Regions from separate parts of the Mus musculus genome. Here region 1 is linked to region 2. Evidence: chromatin contacts called from public promoter capture Hi-C data. All regions are on one chromosome and are shown on one strand. The core of a region is the stretch at or near the end of the contact, and the rest is flanking DNA. Distances in the headings are between cores, read along the strand shown.

Region 1 (5,012 bases), core at 2,247-4,746, 1.2 Mb after region 2:
CATCCACCCTATGCTGAAAATATCCTAAGTGGGAAAATACATTGAATACAGCTCAGCAGACGCCCACTTTGGTGCAGCAGTGTGGCCTATACCTGGTACCTGTTGTTTTCCCTAACACTCTTTGGAAATATTGAAAATCAAAATTGGAACTACAGTTTCTACTGAAGGTGTAACTTTCACATCATCATGAACTAAAAAAACAAACAAACAAACAAACAAAAAAAAAAACCCCAAAAACACCAAGAGTTGAACCATCTCTGTGTCAGAGACAATGTGTTTAAAGTCTGGGCTACCTGTCCCTGTCCCTGTCCCAGAGAGACAACTGACAGAAATGTCCTGTGTCCCACCAGCTCTGCCAGAGGACAGATGTGCAGTTCAAGTCAGAGACTGACTGTGCCTTCCAGAGTATCCCCAAGTCCTCTTGATGGCTGAGTGAGGTGCTCCCGTCCTCTGCTCCTAAGGTCTGTCCTTGGTTTCTGGGGAACAGACCAGAAACCTCCCATAGACCCTGCTTATCTCCATTTGCTCCACAGGTCCCTCCTGCTTCTGCTTCTCAGAGTTGCTCAAAGCTCAGTCCAGACTTCCTGAGCTGTAGACCTGCAGTAGTATGAGAAAGCACCCGAAGTTCCAGACTCACTTACTTCACAAAGCACAAAATTTGGAGGCCAGGTATCTAAGCAACATACTAGTCTCCCACCAGCTTTGCTGTAGATAACACCCCTGATGTGTGGGTCGTGATGATGATGATGGTTGCCTAGGCTATTTTTGGGGGGGATAGAAGGCCACTTTTGTTGAAACCACTGACTTTTTAACAGGGGATTATTTGATGGACCATTTCTAGATATCACAGGACCAAAGTCTCCATTCTTGGATCAGGCTGATATTTCCTGAACATGTGTGTGTCCTGTGAGGATCAGATGCGTATTGTGTCACCTCCAGGAGCCTTCCCCCAAATCTTTAATCACTCTGGTATATCCATTTCCACGCCCCACCCTGTCCTTTGGGATGTGGATCTGAGACCTGGCCAAACTCTGAATACACTCTATTTTGCAAAACTTCATTTTAGTAACCAGCATCCTGCACCAGGGCAAAGGGTCCTGGTTATGTAGCAGGTACATTTCTGTCCCTAGTTGCTGATATGGACCTCCTAGGACTCAGCTCTAAGTGAAGGGGAATTATGTGTTTGTTATTTTGTTACAATCAAATATATTATAATATATATAATATATCAAAATTATGTAATATATTATATAACATATTAAATTTTATACACACACACACACACACACACACATATATATATATTATCTGAGTGACTAATGAGGCTACTTAAACTGGGAGTCCTAGTGTCTTAGTTAGGGTTGTACTGCTGTGAAGAGACACCATGACCAAGGCAACCCTAATAAGGACAACATTTAGTTGGGGCTGGTGTACAGGTTCAGAGGGTCATTTCATTATCATCAAAATAGGAGCATGGCAGCATCCAGGCAGGCATGGTGCAGGAGGAGATGAGAGTTCTATATCTTTATCTGAAGGCTGCTAGAAGATTGGCCCCCACATGGTTAGGAGGAGGGTCTCAATACCCACCCCACAGTGACACACTTCCTCCAACATGGCCACACCTCCTAAGAGAGCCACTCCCTGGGCCAAGCTTATTCAAACCACCACACCTTGGCAGCCAGATTAGCTGGTTACCAGAAAGAACCAGTGAATGGACACCAACCTCCATTCACAGGGGAGGCTGGAGCCTGAGTTCCAAAACTTTTGCAAGGATTGTCGCACATTTTCACTTTATGCATGAACTCTGCCTTGTGCCTCTTCTGTTTGGCTCTTCCTAGTTGTATCTTACACAATAAGCCATGTGTTATTAAGGGTTTCTTCGATTCTGTAAGCCACTCTAGTGAGTTACCAACTGCCACACCTCAGCAGAACATCTGTATTTTCCAGTTGACCAAATAGTGTGGAAACCTGAGCACCTTATTTGCATATTTGCATCTGGTTTATGGTGAGTTTTTCAGCCTTTAACTTGTGGCTCTGACACCATCTTCAGGTAGAACAGTGTCAGAATGGAACTGTTGGATACTCACCTGGGAATCAAAACATTGGCAGTAGACAAGGTACTGTCTGGGTGTGAGAATCTGTCCAAGTGAGGGAGACAATTCACTCCAACCTCAAAATCTCTTTGAAGTTCCTAGTTCATTTTTAAACTAGTCTGAGGCTGGGCAGGGGTGGTGTGCGCCTTTAATCTCAGGCAGAGGCAGGCAGATCTCTGTGAGTTTGAGGCCAGCATGGACTACAGAGTGAATTCCAAGATAGCCAGCCCTATACACAGAAAAACCCTGTCTCAAAAAATCAAAGAAACAAACTAGTTTGTGAACATTATACTTATTATCACAATATATCAATGTCTATCTACACGTTAAAAAAAAAGTGTCCTGTGCTGTAGATTTTGTAGATGCTGGAGGTGGGGGCACTCTAGGTAGATCTGGATTGGGAGTCCCATACTGTCAGATTCAGTATGTAGATATGGACACTGTACTGGACACTTAATGACTAGAAAGTCCCAGCCAAGGGACTGAGGGGCCTGTTCCTAAAAATTCCTCTCTAGCTCAGGGTCTTTGGCCATAAAAATAATTTTCCAACTTCCTGGGGTCAAACCTGACCTTAGCTCAGCTCTGGGACCTGAACAGATGTTCCCATCCTTTGTGTGCTACATTGAGTTGGAGTGATGAAGTTTTGTGCACATAAGATCACATGGGAGGGGCCCTCAGCCTTGGGGAGGGATGAGCAGCCTGTGAGTCCTCAATAGATACTAAAATCAGTAACTATTGATGACTCCTTAAATTCTGCTATACCGTGCCCAGTTTAAAAGCCTGGGAAAATTAGCTTTGCTTTTTGTTCCTTGATTTGTGGACCAATATTTCTAAAACCCCAATTTTTTTGTGTAAGTAAGTATACACACAGCCATGGTGAGGCAGTTAGTCACTCCTAAACGGTGGTCCCCAGAGCCTGTCCTCAGCATCTCCCTGTTAGAAATTCTCTCAGAACTGCCTGGGACACCCTGAATCAGATATGAGGGGTGGGGTGGGGGAATGGGAGGTGGGCATGACATTTGGTGATGAAGTTATCAGTTGAAGCTTGATCAAGGCAAAGTTAGCTGGAAGGCAAAGGCACAATACAACACTTAAGGAAGTATCCAGTGCCAGGATATAGTGAGATGTTCTTCCATTAGTCTTCTGGCAATTGGGTTTTGACCGGCAACCCCCAGAAGGCCTGACTGAGCCTTAGAGGGTCTGGGATCCTTGCGGAGGAGAGGTGGCAGTTGCAGGCCAGGCGCAGGCTAAGCGAGAGGGGGGAATGAATGCCTTCAAGTCTGAAGGAAGGCGCTTAGCCATGGAGGGAGGTGCCAGCCCTCTTCTTTGAGGACAGGGGGGTGGGGGTGGGGCGGGAGGACCTTGACGTGCTCTAGTGCTAGGCGCCAATGGCCACCGGGTGCTCTTGTCTGCCTGCCTAGTGAGCTCCCGGTGGGTTCCTGCTCTGTCCCCTGCTCAAGCGCAGCAGCAAGGTCACCAGGTAAGTAGGTGGAAGCTGTAGCTTCGGCCTTCCAGCTTTTAGAACCACTGAGGGGCACAACTACACAGATGCGACCTGGGACTCGAGCGGTTTCGGGGATACAGGATGAAAGGGAAGGGATGCACTTCGCTCGATTGCTTGCCTTAATGACATTCTTGTATCGCGGATTCCCTAGGCCAGTGACAGCCAGGACGTCTCCTCCGGAAGAATAACTTCACAGGCTGGAAAACTTTGTCTAGTTCTGAAAGTTGAGAGCTACCCCAGAGGATACAGACGCGCATAGCAGCCGCGGGGTGGATCAAAGCTATCGGCTAGCCTACGACCTTCAGAAATCCTAGTCTCCACTACGGACGTAGCTCTCAGGTGTTCTGGCTGTCGCGCCTCCCTGTCTTGGCCCTCCCCTTGGGAGCTAGCCGCAGGCCAGCATCCTCCTCCCTCTTGGTCCCGGGCAGCAGCAGCTAAAAGCTGGAGGTTCCAGGCCGAATCCGCTTTCTGCCAGGGTAGGCAAGCCCAGCCGACACTATGCGCTCCTTCTGCTGCGGGAGTAGATAAAAGTTTCCAGAGGACTCTCCGCGGTTCCCGCAGGACGAAACCCGGGGCCGGATCGGACACTGTCATGGATCCCTCGGGAGAACAGCTACACAGATCCGAGGCGTCCAGCTCTACGTCTTCCGGAGACCCTCAATCCGCGGAGGAACTGTCGGTCCCCGAGGTCCTTTGCGTGGAGAGTGGCACCTCTGAGACCCCGATCCCTGATGCTCAGCTCCAGGACCGGCCCCTGTCGCCGCAGAAAGGGGCAGCTCTCCCGGAACAGGAGGAGCTACAGGAATATCGCCGCTCTCGTGCGCGCTCCTTCTCTTTGCCCGCAGACCCCATCCTGCAGGCGGCCAAGCTCCTGCAGCAGAGGCAGCAGGCGGGACAGCCCAGCTCAGAGGGTGGCGCGCCGGCTGGGGACTGCTGCTCCAAGTGTAAGAAGCGCGTGCAGTTCGCCGACTCCCTGGGACTGAGCCTGGCCAGCGTGAAGCACTTCAGCGAGGCCGAGGAGCCTCAGGTGCCCCCGGCCGTACTTTCCCGTCTCCACAGCTTCCCGCTGCGCGCCGAGGACCTGCAGCAGCTCGGGGGGCTGCTGGCAGTGGCAACGATGCCTGATCCTCTCTTGGTACCCTGCGCCCGGCTCCGACCCCACTTCCAGCTCCCGGAGCTGCGCGCTGCGGAGGAGCGTCTGCGGCGACAGCGAGTGTGCCTGGAGCGTGTGCAGTGCTCCCAGCCGCCCCGCGCCGAGGTGACCGGCTCTGGCCGAGTGATCAGTTGCCCCGGACCCAGGGCAGTGGCGGTGCGCTACACTTTCACGGAGTGGCGTACCTTTCTGGACGTGCCTGCTGAGCTGGACCCGGAGTCAGTGGAGCCCCTGCCTCCATTGCAGTCAGGGGACTCTGGAT
Region 2 (4,829 bases), core at 743-3,242:
GAAGACAGTCCTGCCTGGCTCAGTGGACTGTGCATCACACACTGCCTCACTCATGCTCAGCCTCCTCACCATCATTTCAAACTCACTTCCTCCCCTCTCACTGCCTGGTTCTTCATATGTGGTCCAAGCTTTTTGGATCAAAGCAGGAACCGTTTAGTGCAGATCTAACTTGTACCCTCTTTCCCTCGTGCCTTCCCCAAGCAATAAGAAATGGCAAGCCTATCCTCATCTCTTCTCACTACCTTTTCTAAGTCAGTTTGACACCGCCCACCCACCCCCTTTCCTCCATATTACCTGACAATTTGGAGGCTAAGGTGAAAGTTGGCATCAGCATTTTATTTTCAAACTATCATTCTTTCTAATCTGGGTAAGCTCTCTCTGAGCAGACAGCTGAGCCTGCCTCAATTGTCTTATTACCTCCCGCGGGAGCAGTGAAATTTCTGCCTGTCTTCCATATAATCCTGTTCGGTACACACAGCGCTTTCAGGGACTTCAGTATATTCTCTGGTCCATCAGCCATTCTAAGGCAGTCCCTATATATACTCCCTTGATGGGCCACATTCATTAGGGAAATATATCAGCCCATAAGACAGTGCTACCAGGATCGATCCCATGGATTTCCCTTACTTTCCCCTAAGGCAACTTGCTCAGTCTGAGTATCATGTCTTATCAACCAATAGCAGAACGGGGCCCGTGCTGCTACAGCAAAGAGGCATACTGCTCCATACCACATGGAGAAGAACCTATACTACACAAATGCCCCACTCTTAGATAGCTTAGTTTTAGTCTCATCACCCAGAAGGAAAATACAACGGCTTTTCCCAAAATTATCCCTTACCAGATGGATGCCTAACAACCATCAGAAGCTCGATCAAATGGAGGCAAACATGCTCATGTCTGGCTATTATGATTGCAGCGCAGGACATAGCTGCTGGGCTGGACATTTTACAGTGGGCATCAGACTGAAAAGAGAAATAGCCCAGGAAAGAACATGGCAATTAGTAAGCCTTCCTGTGAATATAACCAGCTCACCAAGCAGACTCAGGGGACAGAGACTAAGAGATTCGAGGGCAAGACCCCTCAGTAGGAGTGTCAAGATTAAAATGTTGTTAGTCATTGTGGTATTGGGTGGCTTCCAGGAATGTATCCAACAGCTATTTAAAGAGCACTTTAAAGAATTGAGTCATGGTGTAGCATATCCACTGCTAATGGAGGCTGAGGCAGGAAGATTGGAAGTTAGAGGCTAGCCTGGGCTGCATAGGAAGACTCTGTCTCAAAAACAAAAACAAAAACACAGCAAACAAACAAAGAAGAACATTTCATAGAAATTTGAAATCCCTTGAAATTGAGTAGCTCACACATGAAAGAAATTACTAGGTTTCTTGCCCCAGTTAGAGGGCTTTTGTAGAGTTTCCCCATATTCAATAGTTTTAAGACAACACCACACTGAAGTTGTGAGCTCTGAAATATTTTCTCTTTTTTTTTCTATTTATTTATTTATTGAGGAATAAAGTTCTATCATTTTATATCCTTATAAAATTTTGAAATTAAAAAGCTTTTCTAAAACCTGAAAGTTATTCTGATCAACCATACTATACCACATGCAAAATGGAGTCAGAGCTTTCTGTCTCCTCTGTAGCTAAGATCACTAATGAGTTATTGTATGAAAAGGCAATAAAATCATGCTGTCTGGAGAGTGCCAATACTTTCAGACTAGTGTATCACGTAAACTCTTTAGTAACAACCTACACACAAAAATTTAATCTGTAATAATCAAAGGCCCAAGTGAGCAACGACAGTCCAGGAAAACTTCATGGGAGGATTGCATTTCAGTTGTCAGGAGATCAGACGCTGGCAGCAGGACTGCATCCATCAGTCAGTCCAAGTCGGCAGTTATACATGACCACCACCTGATTGGCCCAATCTCTGTCCTGATTGGTTAGAGCCTGCCCTAGCAGTTGGCCAATGTTTTGCATATTTTCTGTGTCAGTTAGAACAAACAATATTCGCAAAAGCACCAGAAGGAAGAGTCTTGGCTCATACATCAAAAGGTGAGGGGACTGGCTTGAATCCAGCTGGGGCAGATGTGGGAGGTACAGCTCTTTAAACTCGAGTAAAACCAATTGTGAAGGGAGTTGAATGTTAGAGGAAAGGAATTTGTCCATTATCCTGCAAGCAGGGGAGACTAATGAGCCCTATCGGTGACATAATATCAACATTTTTATTGTAATTTAGGAATCACAAACTAGCAGGAAGGAGGAAGATGCCTTAAAGGGCTATGACATATGCACTAGGAAAATAGAAATTGGGGCTTGTTCTCTCTATTGGTTGCTTTTCACTGCTGTGTCAAAAGCAACCTAAGGAGGAGGAAAGGGTTTATTTTGATTGACTGTTTGACTCACATTTAATCCTGACAGCAAGTTGGCAGAAGCACGGAGTCATGTTGTTTCTGTAGTCAGAAAGCCGAGCAAGATAAGGACTGCGTTCATCTGCCTTTCCCTATTTCTCCTTTCTACTAGGTCTGAGACTCACGCCCATGGGCATGGTAAGGCCATGTTCAAGATGGTTTGTCTTTCCTCAGTTAAATCTTTCTGAAAATACTCCCACCAGACAACATGCCAAGAGCTGTGTATCCTAAGGTTCCAAATCCTGTTAGTTGACAAGATTAACCATTACATGAGTCTCACCTCCTTAACTCAGGTCTGATACTGTTAGCTTATAGTACTGAAAGCATACTGAAGGCTTCTTGTCTCTGCTAGATTGCTCTGAACTCCTCTTTTCTGCCACTGCAGCAGTAGGTGGTTATAGCCAAGTGTCTTCATGCTGGGTACCTGAGGATGTCTGTTCTCTCTCTCTCCCCCCCCCCTCTCTCTCTCTCTCCCTCCCTCCCTCCCTCCCCCTCTCTCTCTCCCTCTTTCCTCTCTCTCTCTCCCTCTCTCCCTCCCTCTCTCTCTCTCTCCCTCTCTCTCTCCCTCTCCCCCCCCTCTCTCTGACTACTCCAATGCAGAGGCAGTAAACTTGACATATAGAACTGTTGATACCCAGAGTGACTATCAGCCACAGAGACTAGGAAGGAGGACTTAGATAAATGCTTTCTTCATCCCATGGTGCTGGAATTTATTTCAGAGGGCTCCCCAGAGTTCCTATAGTATCTAGCATTTCTGTCCTCTAGACTTGGAGTGGAATGTGTTGGTCCCAGATTGACACTTCTAGATTGCAGTAGAATGTTGAAGTTGTGGGACCTAATGGGGACTGTGAGACACTGGTGCCCTTCTCTTTCTCTCTGCTTCCTGGCTGTCCTGTCATAGCTTCCTCTGCTATGCACTCCTGCTATGACATACTGCTTCACTACAGCCTCCAAACAGTGAGGTCAATTGACCATAAGGTGAAGCTCTCAGAAATATGAGTCAAAGTAACCTCACTCCCCACATAAGCTCTCATCTCAGGCATGTTGTTACAGTATCGGAAAGCTGACTGACTGAAATACAGTCTATTGACACTACGATGTCATTGTCTCTTTATAAGGTAATGCTTTTGTGATCTTATCTTCAGAGAAAACAAAAGGTTCCAATTCCATCTTCCCTGTATTATGAGTGATCAAAATGCTTTTCTTTCATGTATGCTATGATTTTGATTCCACCTGCCCAGCTCAAGGGCAGACCCTGATTGACTTACCTGAAAGGACAATTTACCATTTTTAACCGCAACCTGTCCACAATTAGTGGGCAAAGCAAGGAGAAACCAATCAGGAAATCTGGGGCCAAAAGCTTAAGGAACCAGAGAAGACAGCATCTAGCCTCTAGAAACAGCTCTACTCATCTTATGGCTCATGAACGCAAGCTGAAGGTGAAACAGAAAGGAGGGAGATTGCTGAACTTCTAAATCAAGCTCCTGTATAGTTCGCATGACCTCACATAGCTTCTGATAAGTGCATTATTAGTCATTTATTTAGTTTTGAAGCCAATTTGAGGCAGGCTCTTCCTGACTGTAGAAAGGTTCTCAACTGCTAGAGTGCAAATAGACTGTATAAGTTATAGGCCTATAAGTCATTCCTGTTTGCTAATTTTTCTATTACTCATTGGTAGCAAGAATAGTGATGGGCCATGGAACAGGTTAAGATATTATTCTAAATGGTTGTTTTGATTTACTATCTTCTTTTAGGAAAAAAAAAACTAGATCATTCACAGCATGTTCAGAAACCAATCCCATATAGAATATGTGAAGAAACAAATGATTGAAAATAGAATACCACTTATCTTATATATAAAACTCACAAGTCATCAAAGAACAGACTGTTAGATACATAAATATAATAACATAAACTTGTTATATTGTAAAAATTCCCAATATAAGTAAAGACATACATAACAAACTAAAACAGCTGAAGCTTATACAACAGAGTTGAGGCGAGTACTCTGTAAGTACAGAGTTCCTGTAGGTCAAAAAGAAAAGAACAAAGCTGCTACATCATTGAGATTTGTTTATTATAGGTAAGGTTCTGTGCTGTCACTCAGTGGTAGAATGCTTACCTAGCATGTATGAAGCCAGGGTTCCATTCCCAGCATCAAAAAAGAAATTGGTGGGTGGTAGTGGGTAACCTGTGTGACGACAGAATTTAAGTAACATATGACAAGACGCTAGATTTAAGATTAAAGTCACAGCCATAACATTAAAAATGGTTGCCTATAATCATGACTGGTGTGTATTAAGCACCAGAAACCCAAAGATCATCTCAGAGATGTATAATAATGATTAGTATAGAGTTTTAAAAGTCAACTTGTTGAGTATGTATGTTGAGGCCATTTTCAAATTTCAGGTAGACCCTTGAT

The links. Promoter capture Hi-C pulls out the DNA fragments that hold promoters and counts their contacts.
Region 1: a contact with region 2 is called in a promoter capture Hi-C map of liver, with 2.5 times the contacts expected there. The contact joins the promoter of Ppp1r3g here to the promoter of Fam50b in region 2. A contact is called at or near these places in 3 of 39 promoter capture datasets (embryonic stem cells, hippocampal neurons and liver) and 1 of 9 other capture datasets (embryonic stem cells).

The regions. Positions count from the first base shown.
Region 1 is chr13:35,964,410-35,969,421 of GRCm38.p6, forward strand. It overlaps Ppp1r3g (protein phosphatase 1, regulatory subunit 3G), which reads left to right and starts at 3,497. Exons shown (of 2, transcript NM_029628.1): 1 at 3,497-3,573; 2 at 3,749-5,012. The coding sequence starts at 4,190.
Region 2 is chr13:34,732,858-34,737,686 of GRCm38.p6, forward strand. It overlaps Fam50b (family with sequence similarity 50, member B), which reads left to right and starts at 1,993. Exons shown (of 2, transcript NM_001382856.1): 1 at 1,993-2,051.